Regions from separate parts of the Sus scrofa genome. Here regions 1 and 2 are each linked to region 3. The links are chromatin contacts, called in public promoter capture Hi-C maps. All regions are on one chromosome and are shown on one strand. The core of a region is the stretch at or near the end of the contact, and the rest is flanking DNA. Distances in the headings are between cores, read along the strand shown. Region 1 holds the start of MXD4 (max dimerization protein 4). Region 2 holds the start of NSD2 (histone-lysine N-methyltransferase NSD2). Region 3 holds the start of GRK4 (G protein-coupled receptor kinase 4).

Region 1 (3,734 bases), core at 1,167-3,666, 520 kb after region 3:
CCTCCCACCTGGGGGGGGGTGCCTCAAGACCCTGTGTGGAGGCTTGACGTCGGTGAGACCATCCCCCCCATAGATCCCCCACAACACACGCCCCCGCAACCTCGGCTCTGCATGCTCTGGGCGCTCTGGGCTCCCGGCCGCAGGGCCCGCCCCGAGCAAGGCGTGGCTGGAGGACACGCCGGTGGTTCCCACTGCCTCTCTCCTTCCCCTACCCACTGCCTTCTGGCCCACACGTTGCCCCCCGGAGCTGCCCCCTCGGTCTGGGACCCAGATGCTGCACCCGCACCAGGTCCTCTTTCTTGCCCAGCCCCTCACTCCCACCACCAGCCAGGCCCCTTCTGGCCCCGCTTCCCCAGGGAACAGTGGCGCCCACGCTCACAGGCAGTGTGGACCATGCGGGCACTGGGAAGTGGCCTGTTCCCAGTGTGGCTGAGGGAAAGGTCCCCCAAATAGCCCAGATGCAGCCCAAGGCAAGATGGGGACCCCCCCCCCGCCTCCTCTCAGGCCAGGAGGCAGCTGGCACAGGCTTCTGTAGTCACACCTGGGCACCATGCTGTCCACTGTGCTACAAAGCACACCTCATGCCCCACAGCAGAGAGGAGGGTAGGCGTCCAGCAGGTGCACTCACACAGGCACAGGTTCTGGCTTTAGGACAGGGACCAGCAACCCAGCCCTCACATAAGCAGGGAACACCCTGCCTCCACTACCCCAGAGCCCAGAATGCACCCGGCTGTCCCCGAGCTTGGTGTCCTCCTTGACCTCGCTCACAGGTAGACCTGGAGGCCACAGCACCCAGCTCTTGAGAGGGACGCTGCCCTGGCCCTGGGTGGCTGTGGGGCAGGAGCAGAAGGGGCAGGGGTTAATGCTGTGATTTTAATGTCCATGCAGGGCTGTCTAATGGCAGTTTCCAAGTCCCTCACCGGGTCCTGCCACCCTCTGGGGGCACACGTTCCTAACCCCATTTCTCAGGTCACCACAGTGGTGGCTCCCACCCCTGCAAGTTGTGCTGGACCAGGAGGTGGTTTGGTCTCCATGCCGAGTCACTAGCCCTGGCCAAGCATATGGGAGCACTAATCCATGGGGGAGGCAGTGGGGGGGGGGAGGGTGCTGGGGAGGGCAGGGGTGGCTGGGAGACCCTGGGGAGTCCCTAACCTCAGGATTCCCAGCTCTGTCAGTCCTTCTCGAAACAAGGAAATGCATATAAAGCTTTCAACAGGCCCTCAGGCTGAAACTGTGAGGTTTTTAGTTTTGTCCTGTTGTGCTGGCAGCAGCAGAGTGTCTGTGTTGGAGGGGGTGTCCAGCCACCTTGCACCCCAGAATCTCCAGCTAGCTGGCCCCCTGTACAGGAGCTCCCAGGCCATCAGTCTCAACGACCAGTGAGAGGGAAAATTAAGGAGGCCTGTGGCCAGTCTGGGGCTGCCCCTAACCTGCCAGTCCCTGCTCCAATGGGGCCAGCTTAGGGTCAGGCGTCACTAGGGCCACCTGCCAGCCCGCCAGCCGGGAGCTCTCGCCCCTCCCACGAAGGGCAATTCTCTTCCCTAGAAAGCGCTTCCATGGCCAGAGGGGACAAGCGCTCGCCTCTTGGAATGTCCCCACCCTTTGGGCCAGACAGGAGCACGCAGCCCTCCACTCATGGGAGCCCTGCGGCGGCAGATCTTGGCACCCTTCTCTTCTCACATCCTTCCTTCAGCCCTAGGGTCCACTGGGCAGCTCTGAGGGACCCCTGCAGCTCCGGGCCTCAGTTTCCTACTGAGATCCTCCGTCTAGGCCCCTCTTCCAAACCCTAGCCTTTCCTGGGATCGCGCTGTGTCCGACGAGGAGGGCTGTCGTTTTGCAGCCCCACGAGAGACCTCCGAGGAGACCGCGAGGCCCCGAGCTTCCGCGAAGCCAGTTATGGCAGCAGGCCCGGGGCGACAGGTTCCTGTGCACGGTGTGTGCAGATCCGGCGCACCGGCGGGGTATTTGGGATGCTCCCTGCGCCCTAACGGGCCCTGGCTCGTGGCCGGGCGGCAGGCGATCCCACAGCCCTCTGCTTCCTCTCGGCAACGCGTCCGGCCGCAGCGCCCTCATTGGCTGCGCGCCCCGAGGCCGGCCATTGGTCCGCCGTGCCTATTTTACATAGACCGCTCTGGGCCAATCGGCGCGCGGCGCCTACTTAACATGCACGCCTGCCGCCAGTCAGCGAGCGCGGGGGCCGGGCCACCACGTGCTGTTGCTAAGCTTGGGCTTCTAAATTGTTACTACCGCGGCGGGCCTATCGGAACCGAGCTTCGCATCTGTCAACATTCTCGGCCCGGCCCGAGGCGTTCGGCCGGCTCCTATTGGCCCCGACCCAGTCCGGTGCCCGCCCCCGGAGCCTGATCGCCGACTCCCATTGGTTGTGCCGGCCGCCGCTCGCCCTTATGTGTCAATTTGAGGGCCCGAAGCGGAGGGTGGCGGCCGAGCGCGCTAGGAGTCCGCGAGAGTCGGGGAAGTGGAGCCGCAGGGCGCGCGGGGCAGGCGGCGAGCGGAGCCGGCCGGAGCGGGCCGGGCAGCGGCCGCCGCCGTCCCGGAGCGCGCACGCGGGGTGGGCGGGAGGATGGAGCTGAATTCCCTGCTGATCCTGCTGGAGGCGGCCGAGTACCTGGAGCGCAGGGACCGAGGTAGCGCCTGCGCCCCTTTGTGCGCCGGGCCGCGGGCGGGCGGGCGGCGGCGGGGCCGGGACCCGGGCGGGGGCCAGCTGACCGCGCCGTCTGTCTGCAGAGGCCGAGCACGGGTACGCCTCGGTGCTGCCCTTCGATGGCGACTTTGCCAGGAAGAAAACAAAGGCGGCTGGCCTGGTGCGCAAGGCCCCGAACAACAGGTACTACCCCCCGCGCGGCGCCCCCAGGCCCGGGGCTTACGCCCCGGGAGCGCCCTCCCCCGGCCCGACCCCAGCCTGTAGCCCGGCCGCCGCCGCTGCACGCCCCGGCGGCCAGCCTGGAGGAGGAGGCATGCCCGGGCCGCGACAGCCCCTCCCGGCCGGCCCCGCCCGCGCCGTCGCCATCTTCCCGCGGGCCGCGCCTCCTCGGACTCTCGCGTAAACAGTGCCACGCGTACAGCGCCCGCCGCCCGGGGTCTCCTCCCGCAGTCGCTCCCCGCCCCCAAGTTGTTCTGTACTTTTCCTGGCAGGAAAAAAAGTTGTCAGGGGCGCTGGCGGATCCCCGGTGGGTTTAGGGAAACTGAGGTTTGGTGCAGGGCAGCGTGGGGCTGCTGGCCGCGACCTCTGCCCCCGCGGGCGGGTGGGCTGCACTGTCTCCAAGGACCGAGCCCCGCCACTGGACTGAGTCCTCCCACCCCAGGGACCTGCACAAAGAAGTGTGGAAGCCCTGCCCTGGGCCTTCAGCCCTCGCACGGTGCCCACCGCTCCTTCCCAAACTCCTGACACAAGTGAAACTCCAGCGACCCGTGCGGGGGGAGGGTGTCCCCTTCTTTGGGTCAGAAGGCCCTTTTTAAGGGGGCCGGAAGAGCTTGTGGGGCCACGTGCAGCAGCCTCTCCCAGTGCCAGAGACCCCTCTTCTTGCTCTGGCCTTGTACCCTGGCTGTAGGCGCCTGAACGTGGGGGTGCATATCCCTGGGTGGCAGTGAGGACCTTCCGGTAGGGTTTCTGTGGGATTACACTCTCCTGGCCGCTGTGGGGACCACGGCACACCTGGCACTGCCCAGGGGCCCACTTTGGCCCTGGACCATGTCACCAGGCTGGGAGCTGCCTTTCC
Region 2 (3,579 bases), core at 784-3,283, 800 kb after region 3:
TGGTTCCTAGTCAGATTTGTTAACCACTGAGCCACGATGGGAACTCCTCATACAGCGCACATTTTATTAACGTTTTCTAACCTCTCACCAGTACTTCTCAGTAAGTCTAATTCCACCTACTTTTACATGTTTTACAACGTAATGCCAAACTATAGAAAAGGAAGTGACTACTTACTTTACGTTCTGCCATATAAATAAATCTTTTAAAACTGGACTACTTGAAGGAGGAAAGGTCATCTGAATAGAAGGAAAGCCCGACACACTTTCCCGTAACCAAGCCACAGGGTCTCTAATTTCCGCAATTCTGACTCATTCATGTGATTCCTCGTATTTAACAAGGTACGGTTTTATTTGGCCGTGCCCACAGCTTCCAAAGCCAGGGATCGAACTGGTGCCACAGCAGCCACCAGAGGCACAGGAGTGACAATGCCAGACCTTTAACCCACTGCGCCACCAGGGAACTCCTTAAGAAGGTACTATTTTAACAGCCCTGTGTAAATCAACTGAATAAAAATCACAAGCGGAGTAGCCACACATGGTAGCCGGTTTATCTGCTTTGTTCTCTGTCTCCACAAATTTCAAGTCAGTTTACATGGTACGCGTGGATAAATGCGTGCACACAGAATGACAAACTGCCCGGCACCTTCCGAAATTTACCACGTTATTTACCTGACACTCTTAGATTGGAAGGTTTACTGCTGAAGGCAGAGGCCAGCCTTCTCGGCAGTCATGCAGGCAGGAGGGAGGGGGCTTTGTGCTACACTGATCAGCGTCGCTCACAAGAGCTCACACGGACTCAGCCCTGCAGTCAGTCCTCACTTTAACCACTGGCCCAAACTGAAGGCTGCTGGGCGTCTGAGAAAATGGAAGAGACCGAGAGGAAATGACTCAAAGTCATCGCGCTTAAGGCATGCGTCTCTTCACTTCCAGTCGGCAGTTTAGATTTGAACTCGGCTGAGGGGTGCGCAGCACACGTCAAGCACACCAGGAAGGGGCCGCGCTGCCAGGACTGCTTCCTCCGCGCTCCTGCCTGGAGGTGGGCTTCTTTGCCGCGGCTCCCATCACGTTTAACTCTGTGACGAGGACATTTAAAGCATCTGGGGAAATAAGAGAGCTAAAGTCCCAGCTGCATAAATGAGACGGCTCCTAACTTATTTCCCACCGTGGCCTTATTTTCAAATGCACGAAACACGAGCCGCTATCACGGATGCGCGGTGCCGACGTGAGCTTTCCGCTGCCGAGGGGTTGGGGCACGCGCCCCTCGGCGTCATTTAAAGCCGAGACCCGGAGAGGGTGAGCGCGGTGTCAGGACGGGGGGGACCTCACCCGCGGAGGCGGCCTTCCCTCCCCAGGTCCTGGGACGCACACGCAGCCCAGCAGCGCCCGATGACCCGCCCGGGGGGCTGCACGCCCCGCCGACACTAAGTTTCCACCAGCGCGGCAGACCCACCGCCTCGCCAGGGCACCCAGGGGAAGCCGCCCGGGCTGCCCAAACGCAAGACCAGCATTTTTTAAATGCCGAGATTTTAAACCGCCTTCTCGCCAGTGGGGCAGGGCCGGCGTGCGGCCGGGGCCGCCCCGCTGCGTGTCCGGGCCTCGCGGCCGCTGTCCGACCGCCGCCAGCCCGGGCCGGGGCCCCGCGCCTCCACCTGCCAAGGCCCGGCGGCCCCGGGCGCCGGCGCTGACCAACGGCCGGCGTCCGAGTGTCAGCGGCCCCTCCGCAGACAAAAAGCGACCCCGGCCCCGGCGCCCCTCCCACCGCGGCCGGCCCGGCCCCGGCCCGCGCCTCACAAAGGCCGGGCCGGCCCGCTCGGCGCCGCCGCGAACAAAGGCCCCGGCCCGCCGGCGGCACAGGTGCAGCCGCCGGCCGCCGGGCCCAACATGGCCGCGCCCGCCCGCCGGCCCCGGCCCCTCAGCCCTCCGCCCTCCGCCCCTCAGGCCCGCGGCGGTTGGGCCGGCGGCGCCAGTGACCTGTTGTGCGGCGCATCCTCCGGCGGCAGCGGCGGCGGCGGCTCTCCGGCGCGGCGGCTCCGGCGGCGGCGGCGGCAGCGGCGGCCGGGGAGGGGGCCCGGGCCGGGGCCGCGGGGGAGGGAGGGAGGGAGGGCCGCGGAGGGGAGGGGGCGGCGGCGGCGGCGGCGGCGGCGGCGGCGGGCGCAGCGCGGCCAGGCCGAGGCTCTCCGCGCGCGACGCCGACCCCGCCCCCGCGCCTCCCGCCCGCCGCCGCCGCCGCCGGGCCGCCGCCGCCTCACAGAAGCCGCGGGAAAGTGCGCGCCGCTGATTGGCTGCCGCGCTCGCGGGGCTGCGGCCGGGCTTTTCAAATCCGCGCGGGGCGGGGCGGGGCGGGGCGCGCGGGCGGGGGGGCGGCGGGGGCCGGAGGCGCGGGCTGGGGCTGGGGTCAGGGCGCGGGCTGGGGCCGGGGTTCGAGGGCGCGCTGAAGCCAGGGAAGCGGGACCCCGCCGGCCGCCTCAGACCAGCGCCGGGGCGCGCGCCCTGCTCCCGCTACTCGGCCGGGCGCGCGCCAGGCGACGGCTCAACCGAAGGCCCGGAGCCCGGACTGGCCGTCCGGAGCGCGCGCGTGGTGACGTCACGGCCGCGCGCCCAATCGCCGCCCGCGAGGCCGCCCCGCGCGATCGCGGTCCCGGCCCCGGCCCCGCGGCGCGGCTCCCTCCACGCTGGCTGCAGGCCGGGCACCCGGGTGATCACCCACGCCCCTGCCTTGGGGCGGAAAGAAGACTCCGGTTAGGAGGCTCTCTGGCGCGGGGCCTGCTCGAGCCGCCCGGATCCGGGAAGGCGGAGGTCAGGTTCCAACTGCCCCTGCACGCGAAACCCCGCTGGAACTCGCAGGGGAGCGCTGTGGAGGGAGCTCCCGGGGCTGCGGAGAAGGGTGCAGAGGTCCCCGCCATGCCTGCGCTCCTGGAGCCCACATTACAAACCTGGCATAAAGAGTCACAAACAACGACAGGGAGGAAGATAACAGGCCGGAGAGAGTCTGGCCGGCGCGGTGGAGGGGGGGGGGTCTTCTAGAGAATATCCGTGGGGCGTGCATTTAGACATTCCCCCCACCTCCCAGGCTCGGAACTGCCCTGATCTGGATGTCGTGGGGAATCCTGAAACTACTGGGGCTCCTGCCGTTCTAGTGAGGCTGGGGTGGGGAAGAGGGCCGGCCAGGCCCAGGAGTGCCAGCCTGTGGTCAGGATCCAGCTTTGGGAAGATCAGTCTGACTTGCAGCTGGGATAATGGACCTGTGTGGTGGACCCAGATGTGCCGCTGCGGACCCCTTCAAGGGGGCTCTTCCTGCCCAGCCACCAGCTGCCAGCTCCTACAGGGTCTGCTTTGGCTGCCGAGAGCCACGTCACTGCTGGTCTCACCCTTCCCAGGGGCAGCCACATCCCTGACTGAGGGGCTGGAGTGCAAAGGCCTGGCCAGCACTGCCAGTGCAGGACTCTGGTAGGCAGCACTTAAAGCACCCCGCCTGGACGTCCTTCCCACCAAAGCAGGGGACGCCAGAACCGAGGGGGGCCCTCCCCAGTGTGCCAGCGGAAAAGGAATTAGAGAACTGTTCACACTTCCACCCAAGCG
Region 3 (3,370 bases), core at 529-3,028:
GTAGATCACAGACGAGGCTCAGATCCCACGATGCTGTGGCTCTGTTGTAGACTGGTGGCTACAGCTCCAATTGGACCCCTAGCCTGGGAACCTCCATATGCCGCCAGTGCAGCCCTAAAAAGACAAAAAAAAAAAAAAAGAAAAGAAAAAAGAATTTCTGATTCGGAATCTCCAGGGTGTTGAGAGAAAGGCACTTAGGACAAAATGGGAAAGGGGGGGTACTTAAAAAAAAACAACCCAAGTCTGAAACATCTGTGTGCCAGGTTCATTTCTCACACAGCACAGTATTCACTACCCCAATCACAAGATGAACTTACTGACGCTTTTCAACAGCATCCCCAAGTCCCCTGGAGCACCTCTTTGCACTCTGCACCCAGGACGGAAGCCCTGGGAGATGGAGCAGAAAACGCTCCTTCAAATTGTCTTAACTATGCAGCCTTCTGCAGGTACTTTCTGTTCTCTGACTCTGACTGCGCAAGAGGGAAGGGACGGAAGAACCACGGGCAGACGCTGCTGCCTGCTCTCCCATCTCTCCAGAGGCAGGAGAGAAGACACCTGGTCCTCGACAGAGATTCTACTCCTGGAGTCTCGAGCAGGGCGGAGCCAACTGCTGTTTTCACACTTAAGTCTTACTGACTTGTTCACTCAACACGTTAGTGGGGCTAAAATCCACTCTTGTCACCGTCAAGTCTGAGACACCTTCTCACACCTAAAGGCCAAGAAGCTATGTCAAAATTAACAGGCTAAACACCCTTGGAAGGGCCTCGCCAGGGTAGATTACAGGATTCTCCTCTTGTCCTTTAGATCCCACCAAGACATGGTTCTCTTCTGCTGGCTTCACTCGCTGGCCTGGCTTCCTCCCTCTCAGGTCAGTAGGACACGGGTCGCCTGGTGCTGAAGCAACGCTGCGACCCTGCGACTTCAGACGGACCAGAGCAGAGCGCGGGCTACCTTCACTTGGGTCAGGCGGTGCTGAAAGGGGACCAAGCAGCTTAAGCCTTAGGGGGGCCCAAACTGACCCCTCGCCAGCCGACCGCGCCCGAGAGCGAGGCTGCGCGGACCGGCTCGGGATTCTGCGGAAGATCTGGGTCCCGCAGCAGGGTCCCCCGGGGATCGGGGTTCCAGGGCTGGTTGGGGCGCCGCTGTGCACCCACCTTGGCGCGCTTTCAGTAGCAGCGAGTTGGCCAAGATGTTCTCGAGCTCCATGGACGACCGCCGCCGCCGCCGCCGCCGCCGCCTCCGCCGCCTCTGCAGCCGCCGCGACCGGGGTTTGCGGACTCGAGGGGGCGGCGGCGGCGCGTCCTCCGCGCATGGTTCGCCGGGCGCCGGGCCGGGTGCCACACTGGGCTGCAGCCCCTCCACCGCCCGCTTCTGCCGCCGCCGCCGCTGCCACGGCCACCAGCCGCGCCGCCGCTGCTTCGGACGTTCCCGGCGCCGGCCTCCCGCCCGACCCTCGGGGTCCGGGGCGTGGGCGGGCCGGGGGGCTCTGACAGCCCGGCCGCCGCGGGTTCCCGCGGTCACTGCCGCCGCGCGGTGGCCCAGGCTGGCGGCCCCATGGCCCGGGAGGGGCTCTCCGGCAGGGGCGCCGCCGCCGCCGCCGCCTCCTGGCACAGCGCCGACTCCCGCCAACGGCTCCCCGGGAGAGGGAGCCCGAGCGCTCTCCCGCTGGCGTGCGGAGGCGGGCCGGCGCCGCGAGGGCCGCGACCGCTCCCAGGAGGCCGCGCGCGGCGAAGGCTGCTGGGAATTGTAGTCGCTCCGCCGCGGGCGAGTAGGCGGGGCCTGGGCGAGACGGAGTTTCTCCCGGCGTTCCCCTTCGCACGGGCTCAGTTCTCGCGAGAACCGGAGGGCCGCCCCGGGCTGCGGAGGTGCACGTGTCTTCTGAGTGGTTCTGAAGTCCGGCGAGTGTCGCGATGGGGAAGGCCAGGTCCGCCGGGGCGCGCGGGAAGGCCCTCGGGGCCCCGGCGGGCGCGCGGAGCGGCCGAGCGAGACCCAACCCCAACCCATTCGAGGTGAAAGTCAACCGGCAGAAGTTCCAGGTCCTGGGCAGGAAAACGCGCCACGATGTGGGGATGCCCGGGGTGTCCCGCGCGCGAGCGCTCCAGAAGGTAAACGGGGGGGTGGGAGCGCGCCCCCCGGGCCCGCGGCCCTACCCTTGAACCTCCGCGGCACGGCGCAGACTCGCGAGCCCTACCGCGGGGTGTGTGCCGCGCGGTGGCCCGGAGGCGTGGGAACCTTTCTGCGCCTGTTTCCTCGTCTGTAAATTGAGATGATGGGAGGACCCGCGTCCCGGGGCTGCGGTGAGGGAGGGCAGTTGTCACTTAGAGTCCTCGGACCAGCGCTTGGCACAGTTGGACGTCGTGTGTCGTGTATGCCCCGTGTCATGCCTCTGGCTTTGGGTGGGCTGGAATGACAGTCCTTGGAAATTTATTGTCCCTCCTTGGAGACCCAGCACACGTGTGTTTCCTTGTGGCTCCTTTGCAGGCGCCTCGGGCAGTTAGTCACTTCTCTGCTGCCGTGTCCCCTGTGCGGATCTCTTTCAGCCTGTTCTCCTGGAGACTCTGAACGCTGCTGGGTTAGGGATCCTGGGCCTTTTCTGCACAGAATGGGGGCTGCATAGGGGTGCTCCTGGATGTTTGAGGAAGAGTGCATCTCTCCTTTGCAGCACACAACCCTGTCCCTTGCAGGGTAGCTGAAATGCTACCCTCCTGGATGCTGAGTGCTTTCACGTTTTCTGTGCTGTGGTCTCAGAGCATTCTGTGCTTTAGGGTTCAGTTCAGGTGGCATTCTCCATGCAGCTTCTGAGACACGCTCCTTGGTTGGCGGAACAACATTGGGAGTTCCGCTGTGGCTCCGCAGGTTGTGAACTGGACTAGTATCCAGGAGGATCCCTGGCTTTGCTCAGTGGCTTAACCATTTGGCATTGCCACAGGCTGTGGTGTAGGTCACAGATAAGGCTTGTCTCTAGCATTGCTGTGACTGCGGTGTGGGCTGGCAGCTGCATCTCTGATTCAACCCCTGGCCTGGGAACTTCCATCTGCCACAGGTGCCGCCCTAAAAAGCAAAACAATGTTTATTATTACTCTGAGGAAGAGGTATCAGTAGGCTAATGAATTAGTAGGCAGAAGCACAGAGGACAAGTAGCTTTCCTAGGGTGGCACGACTGGTAAGGGCTGGGGCTTGCACTGGGTTTAAACCTCTCTGAAGCCTTTATGCGCCACTGGGCACTTGTGTTTCAGCTCTGTTCTAGCAGGTGGAGGGGAAAAGGTAAAGAAGCCGTCGGCCCCAGCTTCAGGGGCTCAGAGTCTGTATTCTCACACGGCTTGGGGTCCAGATGATCTTTGAATTAAATCAGGTGTCATCTTTTGCAAGG

The links. Promoter capture Hi-C pulls out the DNA fragments that hold promoters and counts their contacts.
Region 1: a contact with region 3 is called in a promoter capture Hi-C map of liver, with 4 times the contacts expected there. The contact joins the promoter of MXD4 here to the promoter of GRK4 in region 3. A contact is called at or near these places in 1 of 5 promoter capture datasets (liver) and 1 of 47 Hi-C or Micro-C datasets (liver).
Region 2: a promoter capture Hi-C map of liver shows a contact between it and region 3, with 2.6 times the contacts expected there. The contact joins the promoter of NSD2 here to the promoter of GRK4 in region 3. A contact is called at or near these places in 1 of 5 promoter capture datasets (liver) and 1 of 2 datasets of contacts at active chromatin or transcription factors (alveolar macrophages).

The regions. Positions count from the first base shown.
Region 1 is chr8:1,215,489-1,219,222 of Sscrofa11.1, reverse strand. MXD4 (max dimerization protein 4) reads left to right here and starts at 2,416. Exons shown (of 6, transcript XM_003482330.3): 1 at 2,416-2,642; 2 at 2,743-2,842. The coding sequence starts at 2,579.
Region 2 is chr8:937,286-940,864 of Sscrofa11.1, reverse strand. It overlaps NSD2 (histone-lysine N-methyltransferase NSD2), which reads right to left and starts at 2,033. Exons shown (of 22, transcript XR_002346526.1): 1 at 1,972-2,033.
Region 3 is chr8:1,736,368-1,739,737 of Sscrofa11.1, reverse strand. GRK4 (G protein-coupled receptor kinase 4) reads right to left here and starts at 1,778. Exons shown (of 12, transcript XM_021100943.1): 1 at 1,155-1,778. The coding sequence starts at 1,206. It overlaps NOP14 (nucleolar protein 14), which reads left to right and starts at 1,767. Exons shown (of 18, transcript XM_005666511.3): 1 at 1,767-2,105. The coding sequence starts at 1,911.